Linked DNA regions of Mus musculus: region 1 is linked to region 2. Evidence: chromatin contacts called from public promoter capture Hi-C data. All regions are on one chromosome and are shown on one strand. Each heading gives the region's core, a stretch centred on a gene start, on an enhancer-like site or on the middle of the called end of the contact. The rest is flanking DNA. Distances are from core to core; before and after follow the strand shown.

Region 1 (6,039 bases), core at 2,504-5,003, 400 kb after region 2:
GAAACATAAGGGTGAAACCTTGGATCTCATGATGGCTGCTCAGTTAACCCTTCCAGACACTTTCCAGCCAGTTTCCATTGAAGCTGCACCACCTATAGTGTCACCAAAAGCATAGGAGCCGTCCATCCTCCCTCCCTGGCAACAGAGCATGTGACGGTCAGTCTTTTGTTGTTGTTTATCTAGTCATTCAAATGATGTTAAATGTTTGGAAATTTTGCAAGGTTAACATCTATTAGAAATTAATTTATGTAAACAAACATCAGATTATCATCCCAGCAGTTATGAGGTAGAGGCCTAAGGATCAGGAGTCCAAGGCCAGCCGTGGCTATATCGAGACTATAAGAGCAGTCTAGGATACATGAGACCCTGTCTCCAAAAACCAAGAGTAAATAAATAATATAAATGAAAACTTAAGTTATACTTTACTAAACAAAAAAGAAAGAAGCTATCCAGATCTATCACATCTTAACTAACCACATTTTACTGTTACTGTGTATTGATGAACATCTAGCAGACTACAGTAGAAATCAATGCTATAGTGTGATGCCACAAATCTATTCCTGTATAACTTTGTGCGTACTCTGTCGTCTTCCTATTTGGCACAGTGACAGAGCTATCCCACAGAGGTCAATGGACCAGGACACAGCAGTGCTCAGTTTATTCCTGCTTTGTTGACTACCCTGACATGAGAAAATAATGGGGAACATGTTAATAGTGCAGATTAAATCAGAGTGCCACCTTTATGGTCACATCATTGTTGGTAGTGTGAGCATGTGAAGTTTTAAGACATATCTCTGCTTATTTACTTTCAACTTATTCATTAGGAGAAAGGAAATTGTGAGCCGACCAGTGCTCATCATGGGTGGGAAACACACAAACACATTTACTTTCCTAGAAAGCCAGGAAAGACTTGGGCACAGCACCCAAGACCATTAGACCAAGGATTCTTGGATGTCTGATCAGAAACCTCAACCTCAGAGAGGGAAAAACATAAAACAAGACCACTGTGGAGGTGTCATAAGGTATAGAGAAGGCAGCCAGCTGATCCTGGAGTTGAGCCTTTCTAATCTGTCATTATGTAGTAGCAGGGACAGTATTCTAAGGGTACCACTTTCTTGTATAGACTGCCCACATGAGCCTGGCCAGGAGATAAAGGCCTGAGAGATACAACAAACACACAAATAAGATCTTGCCTTTCTTCTAGACACAGCCCTTTGTAACCTCCACTGCCCTCAGTCTCAGCCAGGCCATGTGATTATTCTGACACAGCTATCACCAGTGTTCTGGTCTTCTTACCCTGCCTCCACACACACTGAAGCCTCTCTGGTCATTTTGACCTACTTAGGGGTTCCCAAACGGGCCAGGCTGGCTGGAGGCTGGAGGCTGGAGGCTTTGCTCATGCGAGTCACTCTGGGGTGTGGCCACCCCACCCCTTCTTACCTGCCCCAGCATTTGGTGACACAGCTCTCACCTGGTCTGACTTACCACAAGATAGGAGTGCCTCAGGGTGGGGCTCCACAGGCAGGTCACCAGAAACCCGAAGTCCAGCTGAAGCAGCCGGTGAGAAGTTGCCCAAATAAATCATTCTGTGAAGGATCTGAGAGCTGGCATGAGTGCCACTCTCATCTATGCCTCAGGTCAACTTGGCACCCTCGTCTGCCTGGATGGCCCCTCCTGTGGCATTCGTGTGCCATGTCCACAAATGATTAGAGATGCCTGTCTTTTCCTGGAGCCCAATTATCAATTCACTGGCGCTACATTGCAGAGCAGGATCAGAGAAGAATGAGGGTAAAGGTTGGAGCTGGGCATTGAATAAGGAAGGCATGGACTAGCTCTCTGCAGGCTCAGTTACTGCTTTCAATCCCCTCTCTGGAGGATTCAGCCTGCTTATCCCAAGGGCCTAGCAAAGAGGGGCAACACTCAGGGGGACCATGAAACATACCAGAGAGATAGCCAGGGCTAAAGGTCTAGCACTCCTACCTATCACAAGCCCCTTTTGAGAATCTTCCCCTCTACATACTCACAGAGCTCACCACAGGATCAGGCCAGCATGGGCCCTTCTGTGCCTTGGTTGGATAATTTTGGGTATGGGCGGAGAGAAGTCTGGCCAGTAAATCAGCTGGTAAATAGTTGGTGATATTTATTGAGAAATGGGATGAAAGATGGAAGCCCTGAAAGAGCAACTCACAGGCTGGCCAGAAGGTGCCCAACTGATAGTGGAGTACAGAGAAGGCTGTAGGATCCTATGGCCAGGTAGGTCAGGGCTGAGGAAGGCCACAAAGGTGCTACAGAGAGCAAAGATGTAGCTCAGAGCCTGGATGAATGGATGGCACTGGCATTCAGGCTTCGAGGCTTGGACCATCAGGTGGCACGTACATGGGCTCAATATGAGCCCAGCTGCGGGCCTGCTCATCTGCCCAGGCGAGCAGCTCAGGAGCACGATGCAGGAAGATCAGAAGCAGGGTGTGCACATCACCTTCTGCTGAATGGGCAGCACTGGGTTCAGCCTGGAAGTAGCGGTGGAAGAGACTGGCCAGGCTGTAGCTTTTGCGGCCTTGAGCCCTGGTGCCGTGGCTGTGAGCACGGTCCAGGCCCCGCAATGCAGGCAGTGTGTCCAGGCAGACAGTGTCTTGGGGCAGATGGGCACCCAGACGTTGTAGCTCCGTGCACAGCAGTGGGAAGTCATAATCGAAGCCATTGTGGGCCACAAGGCAGATGGGGCCCTCCTGGCGGCTTAGGAAGCCCTGCAGTGTCCTTACCACAGCGCCATTGAAACCAGCCTTCCCGCAGTGCATCAGGCTTTCGCTGCTCAAACCAGTAATCTCACTGGCCTTGGCAGTAAAGGGGCGCTCCGGGCACATGCACAGTGTGAGCTTGTCCAGAACACGGGGCAGCACCAAGGAACCAGAATCATCCCGTTCTGGGTTCTCCAGGGAAGAGCGGTGAACAGCAAAAAGGGATATCTCTGCAATCTCAGGATCCATGTTTGGGAGCCCAGTGGCTTCTAGGTCCAGGAATACAAAGGTCTCAGCCCGGGGTGGCTCAGACATGCTGATGTTCTCACAGGAACAATGAGGCCTAGAGCTGCCAGAACAAGTGGCATAAGCCAGAGGGCTAAAGACATGAGAGCAAGGCCCTGCTACCTATAGCCATCTCAGGTCAAAGCTATACTACACAGAACCTCACTTCCTGATGCTCCATCCCATCTCATGAGGCCTTTGGTGCTAGGAGTAGTTTCTGATACATATTCATATCTAGAGACACTTTAAAGAGGACTCATGGGGCCAGGATCAAGTAACCAGAATCTTGTTACTTCTGTCCGTCCTCCCTCCTCCCTTTCCTGGATCTCCAACCCAACCTTCGTTGTTCTATCACCTTATCAAACAGGCACAAAAGAAAGTGCTTAGACTTTAACCCAGGGTCCTCTTCCTTTTGCTGCCAGGCCCAGATCTAGCCCATCAAGGAGGGGAACAGATACAGTCCACAATTGGTGCCTTGGCCCAACCCCTAAGTGGAAATACCTTGGCTAGGAGCCTCAGGCATTATGCCCTGCTTTCTACCTTTGGGTGTCAGGCACCGGAGGAATCTGGCATGGGGACCCTGGGCTTCCCAACCTTTTCTCTGCAAAACAAGTGCTGTCTCAAGCTGGCTTCTACCTGCCTCTAGGCTCGTGGCTTTATCCACCTATCCCCATCACACTGGCTTACCTGGGGCGGGCTTCAGCTGGCTTCCTGGACTGCTGGGCACCTGTCTCTGCACAGGCTGCTCCAGGCAGCCTTTAATCAGAGGACACAGCCCGCCCCCAGCCGCCAGTTGGGCAACCAGGAGACTGGAGGCTGCAGGACCTGTGCGGCCGGCTTGCTTGCCACCCCCTCATGAGCTTGCAGCCACCAGGACACACGCCCTATGTTTACAGACTGAGAAGTAGGCTCTGACTGCACACAGGCTTCCGGTGAGTGATGAGCACCGTCACGAGCCGAAGGAATGTGTCCTCACAGGCAGGAGGAAGTCAGAGTGTGATGGAAGACTGTGGCTTCTGCTAAACCCTACAGCCAAGTCTCATCAGATCTGGCTTGTGGTTGGCAGACCTGGACAAACCAGGTGTAATGCTTAGCCCTATGCCAGGACATATTACTCAGAGGCAACAGGTCCTCTTCTCCAGGTCCTGGTTTCTTCCATCAGTGGGGACCTGGCTGCCCTTCGTGGGGTTGCCATGACCTCAGGAGTGACAGAAGCACCTACTTGTGCTTTGTTTAGCCTTTGAATGGGAAGACATGCTGAGGACAAGGCCTTGGTCTTGCTTCAGTGATCAGGGAGTGTCCTTGGGAACATCTCCAATATGAACATTGCCTGGCTGCAGATTACCACCCTCTGGCCCCATCTTCCAGCCACAAGTAGGGATGGTGACCTCTGCTCTAGGGGTATGACATCCAAATGTTTGACACTCCTGACACCCAATGTGTTCCAAGAATTTATTTAGTAGACTTGTGGAGAAGGCAGGGAGGAAAGGCAGGCAAAGGGAGGCCATGAAGCAATGAGGCCTGACCCACACAGCCCTGTGGATATAGCTGATTCAATTCTTTCAATTTCAGAAATAAAAAGAGGTGTCTGGGAGACCTCTAGGACTCTAAGACAGTAGGTCTTAACCTTCCCAGAGCTGTAACCCTTTAATACAGTTTTTCATGTTGTAGTGACACCCAAGCATAAAATTATTTTTGTTGCTACATTGTAAGTATAATCTTGCTGTTATTAATTGTAATGTAAATATCGAACATGCATGATGTAACTCCCTAAAGGGTAGCGACTGATCCACAGGTTAAAAACCACTGCTCTAAGGTCTTTTCTGTTTCATCTGAGAGACACCAGATGTGACCTGGCTGCCCTTCATGGGGAGATGTGAGATGTGAGTGTGACCAGAGGCTAGAAGGTTATCCATGGCCTCTCTTGAAGATCTCATTCCAGAGATCCAACACTGCAGGTCTAGCCTTCTAAGGATATGGTTGATGCTGTACCTGCCCACTGCAGCCACTCCTGGGCCTTTCCATAGAGCAGTTGGATCAGCTGGACAGTAGGAAACAAGGACCTGCTTGCCCAGCAACCTTTCCCAACAGTGTCTAAGCAAGAAGGGTCTAGCACCCAGCTGTCCAAAAGTACTCAGGGAGCCCGGAGGAGCAAAGGTGCAGTTACAGGAGCAGGGTGGGGCAGGTGGCCACGGGTGTGATAATGGGTCTCACCAAGTTGTGCCTGTTCCGGTGCTTGAAGGGAGGGAGGTGGCTATGACAAGCATACTACTCAAAAAGATACTTGGCCACTGTGGGAATCCCAGAGAGCAGTTTCCTGGATAGCCAGCCGGGCCCTGGTGAAAATTCTCCAGTGGGTGCTAGCACCCTAGAAAACAAAGGAAGAGATAGGTTCCCAAGGACATGCCACAAGAAGCCTCTGTGGAACCCTGAAATGAGATAGGGGGTGAAAGGCACATGAGCAGGGAGAAGGGTCATATCAGGGTGCAGGGGAGACCTCCAGAACTGGATAGGTCAAAATAACTAGGCAGTATCAGAAAGGAATAGAAGCAGCAGAGAGAGGAATGGCCAAGAACCACTGTGGTAGTAGAAGGCCGGCCACCAAGCTAACCTAGAATAGTAAGGATGAGGACAGGAAGGGAGGTTGAGCATCCCAGGCCAAAGAAGAGTACGATATGCACAAACAGTAGTCCGAAGGCAACGTCTTAAGCTTGAGTTTCTTTTATTTCTTCCCTCTCCTACCCATCTCTGCCTTCCTTTTCTGCCTCCCTCTTCCTCCTTCCCTTCAAACTGCAAGCACCAGGCAAGTGGAAATCCATGCAGGCTGTGATCAGGATTGGAACTGGCCCTCCTGAAAGCTCCAGGGAGGGCTTTATAGCCCTGCATCATCTTGTGCCTCTGTGAAATCTGTCAGTAAGGATCTTGTACTTCTGTGTTACTTCATCAATTCTGGCAGCTGTATAGAGAAAGAAACGAACGGCCAAGTGAGTAAAGAGGTAGAAGTTGGCAGTCCATACAA
Region 2 (6,036 bases), core at 3,360-5,859:
AGGTCATGTCCTTTTCCTCATCTACATGTGGAGGGCTTGGAGCATTGCCCTTATGTGACTGATGGCCAGAAATCTATGGGGGCCTGCAGCTAGTGACAGGAGCCTGGTGCCTGGGAGCAAACAAAGCTCCTACCGTCCCTTTATGGTCTCCAGGACTTCTAGCCTTAGCTCGGCTAAGGACCAGGATACCTTTCACGGTCCCACAATGATGTGTGGCTTTAATATGAATTTATACACAGGCTACCTATCTCCTTGCCTCTTGTTAATGGTATCAGACAGAGAGCTCTCCTACCCCAATGAGAAAATAGTGGTCAACAACCCCATTCCAATAATAACCACTAAAGGAGTATAAGAGGTGTATAATCTGGATTTTCAAGTTAAAGACAGTTTCCTAGGGAAAGTAACCTCAGAGCTGTAAACCTAAAGGAAAGGGGAGAATTGCCTACTCACTCATGTTTCCTGAGCACCCACTACGGATAATATTGGGCCACGAGAGAGTGGTACACGAATCTGTGCAAAGGAAGTTCTGCCTCCTGTTACCTCCCTTCCATCTTCATTTGATTCACTCAGACCCACCAAATTTATAACACACTGGTTCACAAGCTATGTAGTAACACATATGACAGCCACATTCACCCAGTAACACACACATATTTACATTCACAGACATACAAATGGCTCATATTAAAGACACTTAACCCTCAGAGTCCAGCCTCATGCTCTGACACACTCATTCTCACATACAATGTCATGTGATCATACTAACCTTCAGTGACAAACATTCACATCCAGAGATTTTCATACATGAGCACACACACTCCCTACATTCAAAAAGAACCTCCTACACAGTGACTCACATGCCTAGTCAATCAGAAATGCACACTAACACATGTACATGTGAATGCATGCATGCATGAGTGCATGTAAACAGTCAAATATATCCCCACCAAAGGAAAGGAAGAATACTATGACATGGTGTCCGGAATGAGTCCTTCCTTCCACTCTTTCCTGTGACACCCATGTCTGCCAAGCACTGTCCTACCAGTGCTCAAACACCCTTCAGCGAAGACAGAAGCTGGCCCCTAACCAGTCAGGAGGTAGACTGAACAAGGTGGAGTGAAAAACACCATGGTCTGAGTTAGGCATGACATCTATAGGGGCATCTTTTCATACCTGTCAATATATCACATAGATGCCCTGTGCTCTTTACAAGTACACTGCTGCACCAGGAATCCTGGGGCCTGCCTTATATACTGCATCCTCCCTTCAGCACATAGCTCCTTTATCCCTGTTCTTGCCAAGTGCCCTAGGAAGACAAATAGCTATTGTACCCCATATCCATTGGCTACCAGTAGCCTGGTTCCTTCCCACCCAGGAGACGACTATAGCCCCTCATGGTCTCTGACATGCATATATGCCAGTGTCAACTCAGCCACTACTGCTGCCCAACTCACTCACAGCGAGGCAGAACATCGCCAGAAAGAACATAGCCAGAACATTCATGAGATTTATTCAACAAAAATTGTATTAAAACCATTAAAAACATAACAGAAACTTTGAGTGGTCACTAGAAGCCATAGGCTCTGCTCACACAGGGCCTTCTGCTATCTCAAGAGATCACTCACTACAGTGTAGTTCTCCCTTATAGCATACACAGTCCAGGCACAGGGAATTGGTGGAACCATAGCATGCAACACCCCACCAACCCTAGAAAGTAAAATTATAAGTAATAACAGGAGAGGAATATCACACATAGTCCCAAGTTGAAGTCATCAGCCTTGTCAACATCCATGGTTCCAGAACCAGGCTCAGGAACTCAGGTTAGCACACACATCTGCAAGAGAACAAGCAGCAGGCAGCTGGCCTAGATGTACACTAGGAAAGCTGACAAGGAGTTCACAACACCAGGTGGGTAAGAGAGCAGCTAGCGTAGCCTAGGCTGGCACAGAAGCTCACAACACGTGCCAGGGTGTAGAAGTGGCTGACCAGGTAGGTAGTCAGGGCCTCCAGTTGCCCTCACTCACAGCTTTATACAGGAGCAGCTGATGGTGGGTAAGCACGTGATAGGGGAAGGGACTCACTGGACAGCTGGGTCACTATGAGGTTAACAGATAAGGGGGCGGGGTTCCAGAGCAGGGGGCAGCCTGCCTCTGGACAGCAGTGGCAGGGGAAGGGGGAGAGGGGAAAGGGAAGAGGAAGGGGCATTTGTGTTGGGAGAGCCAGGCAGTTGGCAGAACCCTTGAGATGGCCTTTTCTGTGATGTCCACCTGTTTGGTTATGGGTGGCAGATGGAGGATGGCACCTCGGCAAAGCTGCCAGGCCACCCTCCAGGTCGGCAGGGTTTGGGGCCAGCCTTGGCAGCTGCCTGGCAGAGTTGTATTCACCTGCCTGTCCCTGCTTGCTCTCTGGAATTCTCCAGCAGCCCTGGACAAAAGAGAGCAGAACAAACTCTCCCCCCCCCCGCCCCCTGCCTGCCCCCGCCCCACACACAGAGTCCTCTTTCTGCTGCTCCTGTTTGCTCACACAAAACCTGTCCTGCACACTCCCAGGCTCTCAGGCCAGCTGAGGGCATTAACCCTGTGGTGCCATGTGCCCCAGCCTGGGGCTTTTCTCAGGCACTAGTGTCCTGTCAGGGTGTCAAGAAGGAAACTGCCTTGTGTTGGCACTTGCCTCCCGGGTCCTTTGGGTCCTGAGGCTTGCAGGTTTCACAGGAGCGGGGGGAGTTCACTCACGAAAGGACTCAAGGGTGCTGCCCTCATGGGGCTCCCCTAGAGCTGTGTAGATGATCCTGAAGACAGGCTGGATCCTGCGGCCTCCTCTCCTGGGTACTGTCTCCCTGCCTAGCCGTGCTTGTTCCCAGGCACTGGTGTCCTCTGCCCAAGACAACCCTGTGGCAGGCTCCTCCACACCCTGTGCTGCTTCAGTGCCAGTGGGCATTCTTAGCTCAGAACACCCATCCTCACCATCTTGTGACCCACTAGTATCCCAACTGCGGTCTGGATTACCCTGTGGTCTAGTTATCATACTAGCTCCCCATTTCAGTCTCTGACACTCCCCACGGTCCTGCCATTTGGTAGTCACTGAGCTGTGTGGAATTTGTTCTTGCTTGTTGGGATCATTTCTAGCTAGTAAGAAGTTGGGTGCCTTACCCTGGCCCTGTTGCCCTTCTGCAACACTCATGTCCCCTGTTCCTTTGTCTGGGCTGCCCCATGATTTTGTCAAAGTATCTCTGTTGCCTGCCACAGGAAGGAATTCCTGGCTGTCCTGAGCCTCTATTTCCTTGGGGTTAGGGTGGCTCACTGCCCAAGCCCCTCTCTCGTTCCCCGACTCCTGTGCTCTAACATAAGGTTTCTGCTCATCGGGTTCACTTTCAGCCCAGAAACCTGATTCCTTCCTCTGTCCCTCTTCCCCAGCACTGTGTCTCCAGAGCAGTCGCCTCCGTTTCACTGATGTCATCTCCTCTCCTGTGGTCTGGGTGCTGACCTCCCTAGAATCCTCTGCCTGGGTGACAACTTCATTTGCCGCCTCACATGCGCTGCTGTCCCTTCGTACCTGCTCCTGCTCCTCCACTACCACAGTGCTTTCCCACTCTTCCTCGTCTCGAGTAAGTTTCATTAATTCCAGAAAAGTAGGTGGGCACCCTTGCTGATCTAAGAGGGAGAGCTTTCCCCGAAGGCCAGTGGTCATGGAGACCTGAGATAAGACGTGCTTGAGACGAATTGAATCTGCACTGTGTGCTGACAGTGGGCTCTGCTGCACTGCTTTTTGCAGCAGGGGCTCTAAACGTAGCAAGTAGTCAGATACCTTCTCTGCAGGTTTCTGAGAAGACTGAAGGAACCTGAACTGTAAGACCTTAGAGTCCTCTTTATTTCCAAAGATGTGCTTTAGGGCTTTCAAGCACTGCTCCACGGTTAGGGAGTCATTGCTAGTCCACAGTGCCTGCATGATTGACAGGGCAGAGCCACGCAAGCTCTCTAGAAGGCACTGCTTCTTTTCCCTCTCGGACACCTGCCATAACTGCATCAGCTCAGTGACCTCCTCTAACCAGGTTTCAAAGCTTTCTTCTCCTGGGCCTGGAAAGGGACTGCCAGAAAATACTTTCAGTTTTTTGTAACATGTGCTATTATTACACAGAGACTTCAAGCCTTTTGGTTTGTCTTGGTCTAAATTCTTTAACTCTATTTTCCCTGTAGGAACAGTGCTAAACCCCAGGGCTTTGGCCACATCTACTATTCTCCGTCCTTCATCTCTTAGAAAGTAGATCAACTTATTCATAAACTCATCATCTGGGCTACGGGGTTTGACAACCACTTCCCAGGCCCCACCCTCTGCTGGTATATGAGTAGGCATCATAGTATAATCAACAACTTCAGGCAGTTCAATTAAGACTGCCTTAGCTTCATCTTCCCTCCTGAACATCCTGCCTATCACCTTGTATGCACACAAGGGAGGTAAGCCTTCTTTCAGAGCATCATTTATCGCAGCCTCAGTGTACTGCACGGGGATGCCCACAATGAGCACAGCCTTCTTGGGATCCAGATCCATCCCCTTACACCAGTCATCTAATAGAGCCACGGCCATTGTTCCCTCCCTCTATCAGCAGACCTAACACTAGGACTCAAAGATTCTAAACCAATGCCATATAGAAAGGCAGTGATGTCCTGGTTTCCACAACCTGAAATGCAAATGAAGTTAAGATGTTACTTAATGATTCCCATCACCTTTCCTTTTCCCAGACATTCAGTCTTGTTCAATCACAGAAAGCTCCCCAAACCTCACTGAACCCTGCTGACCTTTGGTTGCAGCAACCTCCTTGCAAGTCCAGGGACACTACTGTGCATTCTGCAAGTACCTGTGGGGAAAATGCCAATGTCAGGAGGCAAAGACCAATGCCAGTGGAGGAAAGAACAGGAGAGCACTCTGCCACCCACTCAGTGCTATATTGGATTTAACCCATTCCTTGTTAGGTTCAAGATTGGCAACACATAAACTCTCCTCCACCTGAAGAAATGCTCAACAGATAAGAAAGATGACTAGAACTCAGCAGATGTGATCACAGTGCTGAGTGCAAAGAACGTACGACAAGCTAAAGTATTGACATGGACACAAGAACAGTGTGAATCTAGATTTCTACCATAAGTTACCACATAGGTTAAGGCCTTTTATGGACAACAGGTGATGCCATGGTTCTCCAACTAATGAAGCATCTTAGCAACAGGTGTGGAGAGTAGGATAGGGCAGAGACTGAGGAGCGAGTGCTGATAAATTAAGCATATGGGTTTACAATAGTATGGAATCTGGAATCAGAGGCAAAAAAAAAAAAAAGACCCCAGAAAGTAAAAGACAACTCTCAGGTATGGCCCTACCCTGCAGTCTGTGAATCTTGGCAAGAAACCCCTTCACCAGTCTTCTGCTACAGTTAGAGGCTATTCCCAAAATAGATGCTCACCCTGCTGTCTTCTGTAGAGTGCCCCACTGAAGTGTGGCTATGGTGACTTTCCTGTGCTGGTGCTTGATCCTGGCAGTCTTCTGGCTCTATCCAGACAAGCAGTGCTGGTTCCTGCCCACTGATCTGTTCAAGGCAAGGCAAAGGAATATTTAACATGGTCTATCCTGAATGTCCCTGCCCACGCAGGCTGTGCTAATTCTGAGTCTGCTCAAGAATCTAAAGACAGCCCCTTGCTGGGTATGGCTGAGCACATCTTTAATCCCTGCACTTGAAGTAGGCTGGGGCTGATCTGTCAGTTTTGAAACCTAAGCGGGCAGTAGCTACTTTTTTTTTAATTAGATATTTTCTTCATTTACATTTCAAATGCTATTCTGAAAGTTCCCGAATATGTGGTCTTGCAAACTTTATATGCCTCAGTACGGAGGAATGCCAGGGCCAAGAAGTGGGAGTGTGTGTGTGTGGGGGGGTATGGGGGACTTTTGGAATAGCATTTGAAATGTAAATGAAGAAAATACCTAAGAAAGAAAGAGAGAGAGAGAGAGAGAGAGAGAGAGAGAGAGAGAGAAAGAGAAAGAAAGAGAAAGAAA

What was found. Capture Hi-C pulls out chosen DNA fragments and counts their contacts.
Region 1: a contact with region 2 is called in a promoter capture Hi-C map of liver, with 5 times the contacts expected there. The contact joins the promoter of Trex2 here to the promoter of Pnma5 in region 2. A contact is called at or near these places in 18 of 39 promoter capture datasets (the 3T3-L1 cell line, 3T3-L1-derived adipocytes, the C10 cell line and 11 more), 9 of 484 Hi-C or Micro-C datasets (the AML12 cell line, the G1E-ER4 cell line, bone marrow-derived macrophages and 6 more), 10 of 115 datasets of contacts at active chromatin or transcription factors (bone marrow-derived dendritic cells, differentiating embryonic stem cells, double positive thymocytes and 3 more) and 4 of 9 other capture datasets (adipose tissue, embryonic stem cells, liver and 1 more).

Annotation. Positions count from the first base shown.
Region 1 is chrX:73,431,590-73,437,628 of GRCm38.p6, forward strand. It overlaps Trex2 (three prime repair exonuclease 2), which reads right to left and starts at 3,754. Exons shown (of 2, transcript NM_011907.4): 1 at 3,708-3,754; 2 at 2,116-3,084. The coding sequence starts at 3,050. The coding sequence ends at 2,340. It overlaps Haus7 (HAUS augmin-like complex, subunit 7), which reads right to left. Exons shown (of 10, transcript NM_028633.3): 10 at 5,726-5,976. The coding sequence ends at 5,906.
Region 2 is chrX:73,032,494-73,038,529 of GRCm38.p6, forward strand. It overlaps Pnma5 (paraneoplastic antigen family 5), which reads right to left and starts at 4,610. Exons shown (of 2, transcript NM_001100461.3): 1 at 2,671-4,610; 2 at 1,488-1,834. The coding sequence starts at 4,581. The coding sequence ends at 2,725. It overlaps Gm52421 (a long non-coding RNA gene), which reads left to right and starts at 3,527. Exons shown (of 2, transcript XR_003953046.1): 1 at 3,527-3,604.